2 separate regions of the Zea mays genome follow, and region 1 is linked to region 2. Evidence: chromatin contacts called from public Hi-C data. All regions are on one chromosome and are shown on one strand. The core of a region is the stretch at or near the end of the contact, and the rest is flanking DNA. Distances in the headings are between cores, read along the strand shown. Region 1 holds the start of LOC100382533. Region 2 holds the start of LOC100240689.

What was found. Hi-C and Micro-C count contacts between places; a contact is called where the count stands out from the background.
Region 1: a Hi-C map of ear shows a contact between it and region 2, with 2.8 times the contacts expected there. The contact joins the promoter of LOC100382533 here to the promoter of LOC100240689 in region 2. A contact is called at or near these places in 6 of 25 Hi-C or Micro-C datasets (bundle sheath, ear, endosperm and 3 more).

What each region holds. Positions count from the first base shown.
Region 1 is chr9:121,085,095-121,092,454 of Zm-B73-REFERENCE-NAM-5.0, reverse strand. LOC100382533 reads right to left here and starts at 2,479. Exons shown (of 17, transcript XM_020543763.2): 1 at 2,087-2,479; 2 at 1-1,252. The coding sequence starts at 1,242.
Region 2 is chr9:120,869,594-120,876,052 of Zm-B73-REFERENCE-NAM-5.0, reverse strand. LOC100240689 reads right to left here and starts at 3,717. Exons shown (of 10, transcript NM_001144015.2): 1 at 3,345-3,717; 2 at 3,167-3,237; 3 at 2,729-2,839; 4 at 2,478-2,641; 5 at 2,300-2,385; 6 at 1,871-1,922; 7 at 1,716-1,781. The coding sequence starts at 3,505.

The DNA of each region.
Region 1 (7,360 bases), core at 1,230-3,729, 220 kb before region 2:
GACAGGATGTGGATTAGAATTTCTTGGGTCTGCCTCAGATTGGTGAGAGATAAGAGAATTTGAACCAATACTAAACTCCTTAACAACAAGCTCATTGCTCCTGTGAACTGAACTTTTCAGGCCTTCAGTTCCATGTTGCACTGCTAAAAAAGATGGTTGAAGAGTGATGTTCACTTTATGGCAAGTATCATCGCTCCTGTGCAGCATCTTAACTGGATTTGTGATGGCTTCTAGTAATCCATCAGAACTTTTTGACAATAGAGTTTCATTGCTTGGTGGACTGGACAAGTTTACAGCGCCCAAGGACTGACCAGCACATGACAAATTTTGCAGTTCTTGTAGTCCACCTTCAACTTTATTTTCATTGATATGGCAAAACTTCGAATCTTGAGGAGTAACAACAGCCTCAGATTCTTTAATATCTTTCTTGAAGTGATATGAATCAGTATATATGTTCTGCAGGGGAGCCAACTCTGGGAAAGATTCATTATTCAATTTCTTTGAATCTACTTCAGCTGAGGGTACATTAAATTTGTCCAAAGAATTATCATCATGGCCTGCCCCAAAATAGTTGCCAACAGTTGGGCAGCTTCCTGGTGTGTTGTTTGAAGAGGACAACTTCTCACCTGTAAGGCACTTCTCAGCAACAGAATCTGCTGCCTGCGCAGCTTTCTTGTCCAGTAAGAAAGGCACAAAATGTTCAAGCTGAGACTCAGTGTTTGAAAGGTCAGCAGTCATTCTAGAATGAGTGCTCCAAGACTGATCTTTCTCAGTTGGCACTACAGTACTATCTGTCGGGGAGGTACTAGATTTAGGATGAACACTCGATTGATCAGTTTGACTGTCCATACCAATTAACTGAAGGTGAGCATTACTGTCCATGTTACCAGTTGTCTCATTTCCTCCCACTGATTTCAATAGCATTTCGACAGATTCTGTGGACGTTGCCTCTGACCAGACATTATTAGTTTTAGATATCGAGCAAGATTCAGCTGCGCTAGAGCTAAAATCAACAACACTGCTTCCAGTGGACAGAACCTCAATCCAGCTATTCTCGTGCCCTTGTACGCTGAAAAATGCTTCTGAATCTATCAAATTATCAAATCGAAGATGGCCTTGTAGTTGGTCCTCGATATCAAGTTTTGGCAGTGCAAATGGTCGCAAACCTGATGGGAATTTGCTACTTCCTACACCAGCTAGTTGAAAATTTTGGCTCTGAAAATCAGTATCGTCATGGTCCATGGGTGTATGCCTGCAAAATAGAGAGTTCAAAACATATAAAGTCAAAGTTCCAACAAGTCAAACATAAATCAGCAACTTTGCAGCAAGCAAGCTAAATATATTGGAGCATCATATTTATATATAACATAATTCATATATGGGAGCAAAAGTACTCAGACGGCCACGGATGTGTGAACATCATTGCAACAAACAACATCATGTGTGAGTGTGTATCAGTGTACGTGAGAAATTTAAGGCAGTAGGCAGCATCTCAGACGACTCTACAAGACTGCCACCTAGTACAAAGTAATGATGCTTGTTGTATAACAAATAACCCGCACCAAAATTGCAGTACTGACTGAACCATAAAGACTGGTGTGGCTGTTTTAAAATAGCCAAAAGGGAAGTACAAATTCTACATTTGCTAGCAGAACATTCTCAGTCAACTAAGACCGTACTCCCTCCTGTCCCATGAATAGAACACGTGTGGTGCACTTTGACCTCAGGACCATGAGCTCGCTAGCACTAAACTCCCAGCAAAACATTACTCTAAGCAAGTAAAGCTGTAATTTACAGCGGTCGGATTGAACTTGAACCAAGCCCCAAACCAGTCTGACCGCAAAAAAAACACATGAGGCTACTGAAAACAAAAGGCTCCAAATCCCAATTCCCAGAGTCAAGCAGGAATTCGTAACTACGCCTTCAAAACTACCCGAAAACAATATCAAGTGCCACCCATCCCAAACCCTAACCCACCAAGCTGCGCGCGCGACCCGGGCGAGCCACTACTTGCCTCGTACCCTGCGGCACAAAAACGAGGCACGTCGCGTGAAGAAGAAAAATATAAGGAGGAATGGGAAAGTACCGAGAGGGACTCGCTCGCCCTTCTACCACCCTCCATCAGTGAGCGGAGTCGTCGAAACCTTAGATCCTGCAGGGCGGCGGCGGCGGATGCTCATACCCCGGCGCCCGGCGCCGGAAACCCTAGCTCCTGCAGCAGCGACGGAGGCGAACTCTAAGCGGCGGGGGCAGAGGCTGTGGCCGGCGATGAACGGCAAGTAGCGTAGGCGAGCGGGAGCGGGAGCGGGAGCAAAGAGCGGAGCAGGGTGGAGACAGGAGTGTGCCTTGCGGTGGACTGGTGGTCCATGGTCGGGTGGGGGGCTTTGTGGTTCGGCTGTGCAGGATGTACGCGGCCCGCGCACCGGGCACACCAGTAACTTGCGCACAGCTGGATCGGGTGATTGGGACTGGATCGGGTGATTGGGGCTTCTTCGATGGCATGTTTGGAGGGCCTGGGCTGCCTGGCTCAGGCAGCATTTTTCAGCCGTCAATCAAACAGGCCTTGAGAGCCTGGGACTGGAGTGGCTTTCAGTTTTAGGTCTGGGTTGGTCCGCCGAAGCCGAGGAGGCGAGGACACGAAGCGGCGGCTTGCACGTGAAAAAAACTCACTGGATCAGACGGCGCCCTTGCGGGCGCTCTATCCGGCACTGAAAAAATATTAAGTGAATAATGACTAAATTTATAATAATTTTTTTAATTTGACAAGCAAGAAAGAAGGTACTTAACAGAACATAGATAGCCTGAAAATAATCCACATTATAGTTGCAGCACCACACTAAAACACGGATCATAGCATGACGCTGAGGCTTGTTCTAGCTGGAAACTGGTCCAGAAGAAGACTACATAATCCAAGTCTATGTCTACCTGACACAGCGGGGGGCAGGCAACTAAACGAGATGTATATACAAGGTACTGGTAGCGGTCTCTTGGCCGATACAATCTAGACAGCTAGGTACATAAACATTACACTACTACAAGTGGAGAGTCATTCAATCCACAAAAAGCCAGCGAAACAATCTACCCACAAAAGCGATAAAGATGTCCATCTGCAGAGGCGACTAAGATGTACATCCACAAAAGGAAAGTCATCATCTCTCAGAAAGCAGGTTTGTCAAGGCTGCAAAAAAATAGAAGAATGTGAGCATAAAGGTCCACAAATATTTTGTGTCATGTCTTTCAAGCTAATGTTATATCAAAGCAGGATATTAAACATAGGTATATAAACTCGAGGCTAAACAAACAGGGTCCTGATTCCAAACCAACAACCTTAGTCAGTTTAGTGAGCAATGGTTCTGATGCTCCTTTGTATTATATATATAATACCTAGCAATAAATAATACCCAAAGAACAACCATTAATACTTCACAGTTTCTTGGCCCTTCCGCGTTCAATTTGTGGAGACCTAATCCAGGGCTTGCGTTCAATTTGTGGAGACCTCACAGTTCAAAGCTTCGTCCAGTTTCAAAATGTAGTGCACAGGCACATCATTCATGCAGGCATCTAAGGAGCATGGCTTTTGATTCTAGAATATGTTCCATAAGGAACTCTTTGCAGCAGTTTTGATTTAAATCAAGATTGGGTGATCCATATTCTTATCCAAGTCTACATCTAAATGACTGCAGCAGTCGTTTTTGGCTTGCAGTTCAATCCCATGAATAGTTATAAAGCCTTTGCTAAATGTTCGCACGAGAAACCATAAGTTTAAAAAATGACAAGGCAACCTTGAGTCCTCTGGTTAGGAGGCCGTATCCCTGAGAAAAAGAACAAGAAACAAAGAAAACAGAGGTTAGTGTATAATAGAAAACATTACCTAGGTTTAAACAAAGAAGGAACGTAACGCAAATTCATCTGGTCCTTTCTTGTAAAGCAAATGATTGGCTAAAATAATAGCTAACACGCGCACCAACAGATGCCTTGGCAAGTTCTAGGATTCAACAGTAAAGCGAGGGACTCTCACGGCAGCCGGCGACTCCAAAAAATAACAAACCCAAAGAGTCCTCGAGGACAGCGGTAGATGTAGGGACCTGAAATGTGAAGAGAGGAGGGAGAGCATAGAGGGAGGCATGTAATAATAAATAAGTAAAAGAGGTACTATCCCTGTTGTCGCGGACCGGAGAACAGCTCCGGCGCCCATGCCTCGAGAGTGCAGAGGTGTGGAGACGATGTGGATCCGTGCAGCGACGATTTCGAAGAAGAGGGGAACGCACCACACCACGTCTTCTCCTACAGCTGCTGCGTGTGGGTCTACGGGACCAGCATGGGCGAACTGACGGAAGGGTACGGCGGGGTATGGCGAGGGTGAAAGTCACCTAGAGGGGGTGAATAGGGCGAATCTGAAATTTACAAACTTAAGCACACACTACAAGCCGGGGTTAGCGTTAGAAATGTATTCGAGTCCGAGAGAGGGGAAAACAAATCAACCAACAAGTAAGGCGGATGAACACGGTGATTTATTTTACCGAGATTCGGTTCTAAAGAACCTAGTCCCCGTTGAGGTGGTCACAAAGACCAGGTCTCTTTCAACCCTTTCCCTCTCTCAAACGGTCACTTAAACCGAGTGAGGCTTCTTCCTTAATCTCACGGGTCACTTAGACCCCGCAAGGACCACCACACAATTGGTGTCTCTTGCTTCGCTTACAAAGCACTTGAGAGTAAGAAGTGAGAAAGAAAAGAAAGCCAACCAAGCAACAAGAGCAACAAAGAAACACAAGAACGATCTTCTCACAAGTCCTAATGCGCTAGAATTGAATTGGGGGCTTTGCTTGGATCGGTGGCTTTGATTTGTGTATTAGAGTGTTGCACTTTGCTCTTGTATTGAATGGAGAGTGATGAATGCTTAGATGGTTGGAGTGGAGGTGGTTGGGGGTATTTATAGCCATTAACCACCAAAACAACCGTTGGGGTGGCTGCTGTCGATGGGCGCACCGGACAGTCTGGTGCGCCAGCCACGTCACCCAACCGTTAGGGTTCGGGCGCAGTAGATCGTTTGAGCTTTGTCTTCTTGTGGCACCGGACAGTCCAGTGCGCCAGACCAGGGGACACTTCAGTTTCTTTTGCTCCTTGAATTTGAACCCTTTATTTGATCTTTTATTGGTTTGTGTTGAACCTTTATGCACCTGTATAACATATACTCTAGAGAAAACTAGTTAGTCCAATATTTGTGTTGGGCATTCAACCACCAAAAATATTTATAGGAAAAGGTTAAACCCTATTTCCCTTTCCATCTCCCCCTTTTTGGTGATTGATGCCAACACAAACCAAAGCAAGTATATAAGTGCAGAATTGAACTAGTTTGCATAAGATAAGTGCATAGGTTACTTAGAATTAAACCATTTTATAGTTTCACTAGATATGCATGGTTTGCTTTCTTTTATTTAACATTTTGGACCACATTTGCACCACTTGTTTTGTTTTTGCAAATTCTTTTTGAAAAAAAAATTTCACAGTCTTTTTGCAAATAGTCAAAGGTATATGAATAAGATTGCAAGAAGCATTTTTAAGATTCGAAATTTCTCCCCCTGTTTCAAATGATTTTTCTTTGACTTAACAAAACTCCCCTTGAATGAAATTCTCCTCTTAGTTTTCAAGAGGGTTTTAATAGATACCAATTGGAAATATATTGAGATGCTAGTTTTGAATACATATGCCAATTGTAAATATCATACCAATTTGAAATAGATAGCAAGATACAAATTGAAAACTTTATTTTGAAAATTTGGAAACTTTTAGGTGGTGATGGTGCGGTCCTTTTGCTTTGGGCTTAATATTTCTCCCCCTTTGGCATTAATCGCCAAAAACGGAGACTTTGTGAGCCCTTTCTTAATTTCTCCCCCATTGGTAAATGAAATATGAGTGAAAGATTATACCAATTTGGAGAGTGATGTGGAGTGACGGCGAAGGGTAAATGATACCGTTAGAGTGGAGCGGAAGCTTTGTCTTCGCCGAAGACTTCATTTCCCTTTCAATCTACGACTTAGTATAGAAATATACTTGAAAACACATTAGTCGTAATCATGAAAGAGATATGATCAAAGGTATATAAATGAGCTATGTGTGCAATGTTTCAATCAAAATTCCGAGAATCAAGAATATTTAGCTCATTCCTAAGTTTGCTAAAGGTTTTCTCATCTAATGGCTTGGTAAAGATATTGGCTAATTGTTCTTTGGTGCTAACATAAGCAATCTTGATATCCCCCCTTAGTTGGTGATCTCTCAAAAAGTGATACCGAATGTCTATGTGCTTAGTGCGACTGTATTCAACGGGATTATCTGTCATGCGGATTGCACTCTCATTGTCACATAGGAGAGGGACTTTGCTCAATTTGTAGCCATGGTCCCTGAGGGTTTGCCTCATGAAAGGGAAATGTGCCCTTGGGATATTTCTATAATGTTTTGGTGATTAAGTGTCCAACACAAAGTGAGTGAAATATTATGTGCCAAACAAGCAAAAGATGCAAATCATGTAACAAGGTATGTTTCTAGACTTAGTACATTGTTTTGAGTACTAACATATTTTGTCTAAGTGCTAGAAACAGAGAAAAGAAAAGAATCAAAAGACTTGGCTCGGTGCAGCCAAATCTCTGCTCAGTCTAGCACACCAGACAATGTCTGGTGCGCCAGGCTGGACTCCGGTGAACAGGCCGCTCTCGGGAGAATTTGGCAGCGTATAGTTATAATTCACCAGACTGTCCGGTGAGCCAACGACCGCTAGCGCAACGGTCGGCCGCACAATCCGCAGGCGACGTGTGGCCCGCGCCAACGGTCGGCAGGGGGCACCGGACTATCCGGTGTGCACCGGACAGTGTCCGGTGCGCCAACTGCCACAAATATGCAACAGTCGTCTGCGCCAGAATAGGAAGGAGATTGTGCACCGAACATGAATAGTGGCTGTCCGGTGGTGCACCGGACTGTCCGGTGCACCACCCGACAGAAGGCAAGGATAGCCTTCCTTGTTGGCCTCCAACAGCTCCTAGCTACCTTGGGGCTATAAAAGGGACCCCTAGGCGCATGGAGGAGTCACCCAAGCATTCAATAAACATTCTAAGCCTCCAAGACTCCCACACTCCGTCTCCGCGCACTTGATCGATCGTGTTAGTGATTTGAGCTCCGTTCTAGTTGTGAACTCTTTGTGCTTCATCTTGAGCTCAAGTCTTGGCTTGTGTGCGTGTGTGTTCTGCGGATTTGTATGTGTTGCTCCCAACCTTACTCTTGTGTGTTCATTGTGATCTTTGTTGTAAGGGCGAGAGACTCCAACTTGTGGAGATTCCTTGCAAACGGGAAAAAGGGAAAAGCAAGAAAA
Region 2 (6,459 bases), core at 2,468-4,967:
GCCATTGTTGCATGTGCGAGGGGCCGATTCCGATACCATGGGATGCCCGGTTGGACAGGGTGGCGACCGACATAGTTGTGTGGCTACCTTGTGCAGCTAGTGGATGGGCTTCCATGGGGGGGGGGGGGGGGGGGGCAGGACAATGATGACGATGGTGGTGCCACGCAAGGGTGTAAGCCTTGGCGACACTGACACTTGCGGGCCGCTTTCTCTGTTGGGGGCGTCATGCTTGTTCCCCTCTAGTATTGTCCCCTAAGACCGTGTCCAGCAATTCACCTATATGGTTATCTAAAACACTGTTTTGCACTGTAGAATGCATTGTTCGCAAAGTGGAGTTTGAATATAGGTATAGGGATAGGTAAGCTGCCGGAGATAGCCTACGGGTGCAAACCCTGTCCATTTCCTTGGACAAGAAAAAAGGCACTTTTGGTGTCGTGCCCTTTTGAAGCCGTCGCTGTTGGTAATTCGTCTTGGCTTTGATGGATGTCACCTACAATGGTTGCCCTTCACTTATCGGAGCCTGCTTGACATGTGGAGGTTGGTCTTGCAACATGAAGTCCGAGCTGTTGTGTTAGGGGGGGATATGGCTCGTCAACTATGGCAAGGGGCGAACTCTCCATCATTGACGACGGCTTCGGGTTTCTGTGTGTGGTCTATCAGCCGTCGAGGGCATGGCATTGGTTTGAGATAGGAAGTCAGAGTTGCTCATTGTGACACGCTTGAGCTTAGCAAAGATGACCTATACTGGCCTTGTGCTTCTAGCCCATCTACCCGACAATGATACGGTGAGTTGTCTAGGATCTGCCATGGGAAGTCCGAGCTGTTGGCTACTCTCAACCATTCTCAACAACAATGACACATGGTAGTTTTGTGCTTTGTGGCATTGCGTGGGTGTGTTAGCCTTTCGGGTATCATGTTTTGTAGGCATCATGTGGTTTGGCTGCCTTTCTTGTACATGAAACTTCTATTTCTTGAAATGCAGAGCTACTGCCATTTGTTTTTTTAAGTCATGCAATGCCCCTTCACATTTTCTTGGCGAGGAAGGGGGGGGGGGTAGGGGTTGAAATCAAGATGGCCATAATGTGGCAGATTTTGCCACCGCCTAACCACTATGACAAAAGCTGAATTATATAAAGCCTTCTTTGGAACAAAGGAAAAATTCCTGAATCCTGTGTTTTTGAACTAATTCCTGTAAAATTCCTATACCATTCCTATGAAATTCCTGCATTCCAAAGGAGCCCTAAAATATATAGTTGTATACCCCATGAGCTGTGACACCAAATTATCTCCTCCTCTAAACAATATATATAGCTTAACTCTCAACACGAAAGGTAAGTAAAGTTAGTAAACTTTACCAATTCTAAGCATGTTGACTGAATATATGGTAGAATTTATCTTTAGACATAAATGCATGAACAGCCCCAAATTTGTCAAGGGGTGCCACTTAGGTCCACGAAATTTGAGAACACATTTCTAGGCCCCTAAACATGTTAAGTGGTGGACCGCAGTGGTCGGTACAGTCCATGAATGGACCCGCATTGCACTATTTTACAAGTTTAGGGATATAAGATGCACCACTTAACAAGTTTTGAGACCCTATGCTTTCAAAGTTTGTGGACCTAAGTGGTACCCCTTATGCATTTAACTCTTCAACTTATCCGTGCATTGCATTTGGTACATTAGAGAATCAAAGAATAAATGGAAACAAAAAATACCGTTTTTCGTGCGTGGTCTTGGCTGATGTCTTCAAACACAAGTTCAGGCATTAATGGCATTCTTGACTACAATGGCAAGGAAAAACAATCAAGTCTGGTTCCAATAAGACCACAGTAACTATATGCAAGAAGTGCTTGTTAAATACAAAATTTACCTCGTCATATCCAGTTAGCCAGACACGTGGAGTTTGGTAGTACTTGTCATACCTGCAATAGGATCATTAGTTACATGTTTCCTAATTCAAGTGTGGGTCACAAGAAGTAAGAACTGCTTTCCACACAAGATATTAATTAGATAATCTTATCCCTGAGAAACAACAACTGCCCTTCAAGGAAGCAGCAATTAACTAGTTAGAACCTAAAACATTTTGGTTGCAAAGCAGATGGGCATCATGCTTGCCAATCAACTCATCATTAAATAAGTATGTAGTTTGTATAATGTAGGTGCCAAGAGATACAGTTATTCAAAACACAAAACTTGACTGGTATAGAGCAGAACTTTAGGCAAGATGTCTGCCACAATCGACCAATCAGAAAACTAGTGTATGGTTGGATCCAATCTTGTATGCAATAAAAGAGCTTACGTTATGCTAACATCATATGTTCTGGTATGAAGAATGTTGTCATCTTCTGGTTCTTCTGCGATAAAGTATGATGGTTCAGCAGCAGCCTGCAATTAGAACAGAAAGGCAAAGCTGGAATCAGTAACTTTGGCAGCTTCGTTTAGCCCAGTTTAAGATAGAGAATTTTGATCTTCCCTACCAAATTATCCCCTGTGTCTTCATAAGTATCCATGTCAGGTATATCTTCCTCCTCTTCATCCTTGCCACCGCTAAAGTAAGAGGGGATAGACTTTATTCCATCAGATCTCCCTATGTCCAAGGTGTCCATAGAGGGAATGTCTTCCTCCTCTTCTGTCTTTGATGCTAACATGAGCAACGGACCCCAAAAAAAACAGTTAAGATCATATAATTCAGAGTGGAAAACCAAACAGCACTTATAAGGATATTGACCTTGCACTCCATGTGTTGCAAGCCAGCCTTCGCCATCCTCATCGAGAACCACCTCTGCTCCTGCTGCATCATACTCTTCCTCAACCGAGATGGCACGTCTTAAACAGGGCACTGGGAGTAATAAAAAAATCAAAAAATTTCAATGATTTGAGATAATTCGAAAACTACAAGCTTTAAACAGCAAAATAGTAAATTCAGTAGTCCAAAGGCATGAATGAATTCCCTCGAATTTTCTCTGTTTCCCCGTGTTTATGTTTCAACTACAACATGATTCTTTTTCTAAACTAAAATGTTTGATCTCATACACTACATCAGGTATGGGAAAATAAACCTAAAATTTGTCCAATTCTGCTCGCCAATAACAATAATGCAGCATTCACAATACTCAACTTGCGGATACAGGAAAATAGATAGGAACTCAGTTCAGTAGCAGCATACCATTACGGGTGACGAGGAACTGCTTATTGGCGGGGAGATACGGCTTCCTCTTGCTTGGATCGCCCGCTTCCCTGTGAACACACGAAACAAACCAGATCAATCAGTCAACCAACCAATCAGCAACCACTTAAATCGGTTAGAGGGAGGCAGAGCGAGGGGAGAGGAAAGGAGAACGCACCAGGACCAGGTGGGGCACTTGGCGACGAGGTTGTCGCCGGCGAGAATGAACTCGGGGACGGAGAGGACGCCCTTCTCGAGGAACGCGGAGACGGTGCGCGGGGCCGTGACCCGCTCCACCGTGCCTTTGTAGAACTCGTAGACCTTCTGCTTCACCTGCATCGTCGCCTCCTTCAGTCCTTCTCCTTCCGCTCGCGACACGGCGCCGGGACTAACTCTGGCTCCCTTTGTCTCGACTCCCGACGGAGACGGAGGGGAAAGCGGAGAAGGCAGGTCAGTTTACTTGCGAGGCCTACGGTGACGCTACCGGAGATGCTGTGTTCTACGCTACGCCAGCGGATTTGGAACACGCAATGGATTCTTCCCGAGTCTCGGGTCTCCCAACCTCCTGGGTTTCAATTTGAGAGGTTTTGGGCTGGTGGATGGGCCGTACGTGGGTGCAAAGGGTATCCTGGGTTTCGATTTGAGAGCTCTGTTTTGGGCTGGTGACTGGTGGCCGGGCCGTACGTGGGTGTAAAGGGCCTCGGCGGAGACATCTGCCGCTAGCCCGCTACTTTAAATATACCTCAACTCACTCTATAATAAGCTGTTTGGTTTGAGGAATGATCTAGTTCATCGTCTTCTCACTCCTCACTTTTTTGTTTGGTTTGTGGAATAGATTGAGTTGATCCATCATCACCTTATTCCTTATAGTTATTTAGTTAGTACTAATATGAGGAATGAGATCATCCCACCAAATTTGAGGAATGGACCCATGATGCACCACCACATTTTAGATGAAGTGATTCCTCAAACCAAACACCCTCTAAATATTCTACCCTTAACCCACCGATTTAAACTAAACTAACTAAACTACGTACATCCCATAAATCATCTCACGCCCTCATGTATCTAATAAAGCCACCAAACAATTTAACCCCGGATAAATTACACTATAAAAACAACTAAACTACGTACACCCCATAAACCATCCCACACACTCATGTATCGACTAAAGCCACCAAACGATTTAACCCTAGATTAATTACACTATGAAAAATCAATGCTCCAGATAATTTTATTTGTCTACTCTCTCTTACTCAGACACATCCGACGAACATTCTTTAATGGATCATCTCTCAACGCTATTCATCAATCATCTATCAAACAATCACGCCACCAATGCGCCCACAACCGCCAGCAATCAACACCTCTACCACGAGCACCCTACTCCGCGAACAACCACCACATGTGGTGTAGCGGTAGCTACTGCTCGCATTTGCGTGAGAGGTCGCGGTTGTGCAAAGTTCTTCTTTAAATACTACTCCTTCCATCCAAAAATATAATTCAAGAATCTCGGTGTTACTTATCTACTACTACGCATTGTGCAAGGTTAGTAGGGTAGGCTTGGGAGAGATGTAGTTGAAAGGGAATTAGGCTTACACCTAGTTCCTAATTGATTTTGGTGGTTGAATTGCCCAACACAAATAAATGGACTAACTAGTTTGCTCTAGTGTATAAGTTATACAGGTGCCAAAGGTTCACAACTTAGCCAATAAAAAGACCAAGAGTTGGATTCAACAAAGGAGCAAAGGGATAACCGAAGTGTGCCCTGGTCTGGCGCACCGGACTGTCCGGTGTGCCACCGGACAGTGTCCGGTGCACCAGGGGACTTCACGCTGAACTCCTCACCTTCGGGAAAATCCAGAGGCGCTCCACTATAATTCACCGGATTGTCTGGTGTACACCGGACAGTGTCCGGTGCTCCAAGGAAGAGCGGCTCTGGAACTCGCCAGCTTCGGGAATTCGCAACGGCTAGTCCGCTATAATTCACCGGACATGTCCGGTGTACACCGGACTGTCCGGTGTGACATCAAAGCAACGGATACTTCGGCGCCAACGGCTACCTGCAGCGCATTGAATGCGCGCCAGCGCGCGCAGAAGTCAGGCACGCCCATACTGGCGCACCAGACACTCTACAGTGCATGTCTGGTGCGCCACCGGACATCCAGGCGGGCCCAGAAGACAGAGCTCCAACGGTCGAAATCCAACGGCTTTGGTGACGTGGCTGGCGCACCGGACATGTCCGGTGTGCACCGGACTGTCCGGTGCACCATGCGACAGACAGCCCCACCAAACGGCTAGTTTGGTGGTTGGGGCTATAAATACCCCCAACCACCCCACATTCAAGTCATCCAAGTTTTCACACTTCCAACCACTTACAAGAGCTAGGCATTCAATACAAGACACACCCAAGTGATCAAATTCTCTCCCACATCCACAAAAGCATTAGTGACTAGTGAGAGTGATTTGTCGTGTTCTTTTGAGCTCTTGCGCTTGGATCGATTGCTTTCTTCTTTCTTTGATTCTTCATTGCGATCAAACTCACTTGTAATTGAGGCAAGAGACACCAATCTTGTGGTGGTCCTTGTGGGAACTTTGTGTTCCAATCATTTGAGAAGAGAAAGCTCACTCGGTCCGAGGGACCGTTTGAGAGAGGGAAAGGGTTGAAAGAGACCCGGTCTTTGTGACCACCTCAACGGGGAGTAGGTTTGCGAGAACCGAACCTCGGTAAAACAAATCCACGTGTCTCACTCCTTATTCGCTTGCGATTTGTTTTGCACCCTCTCTCGCGGACTCGATTATATTTCTAACGCTAATCCAGCTTGTAGTTGTGATTATTTTTGAGAATTTCAGTTTCGCCCTATTCACCACCCTCTAGGCGACTTTCAATTGGTATCAGAGCCCGGTACTTCATTAGAGCCTAACCGCTCGAAGTGATGTCGGGAGAACTCGCCAAGAAGGAGATGGAGACCGGCGACAAGCCCACTGTTGGGGACTTGTTCTCAAGTGCTAAGAGTTAAGAACAAGGCAACATAGAAAATGTTAATGGTTAACGTCCTTCGTCCTCCGAAGCATTATTTCCCTTAGGATATAATAACTTGTGGACGAAGGTTATGAAAGACATACCTTCACAAATTCATCAAACAATGACGAAGGATAAAATATAAAGAATGTAAAAGAAAAGATGAACAATCATTTATTATTACTGAACATAAACAAAAATATCATTGAATTATAAGTGTACCTTCAATCGGAAGGAAATGATAGTACAAGCGTGACGCAGAAAGCAAATG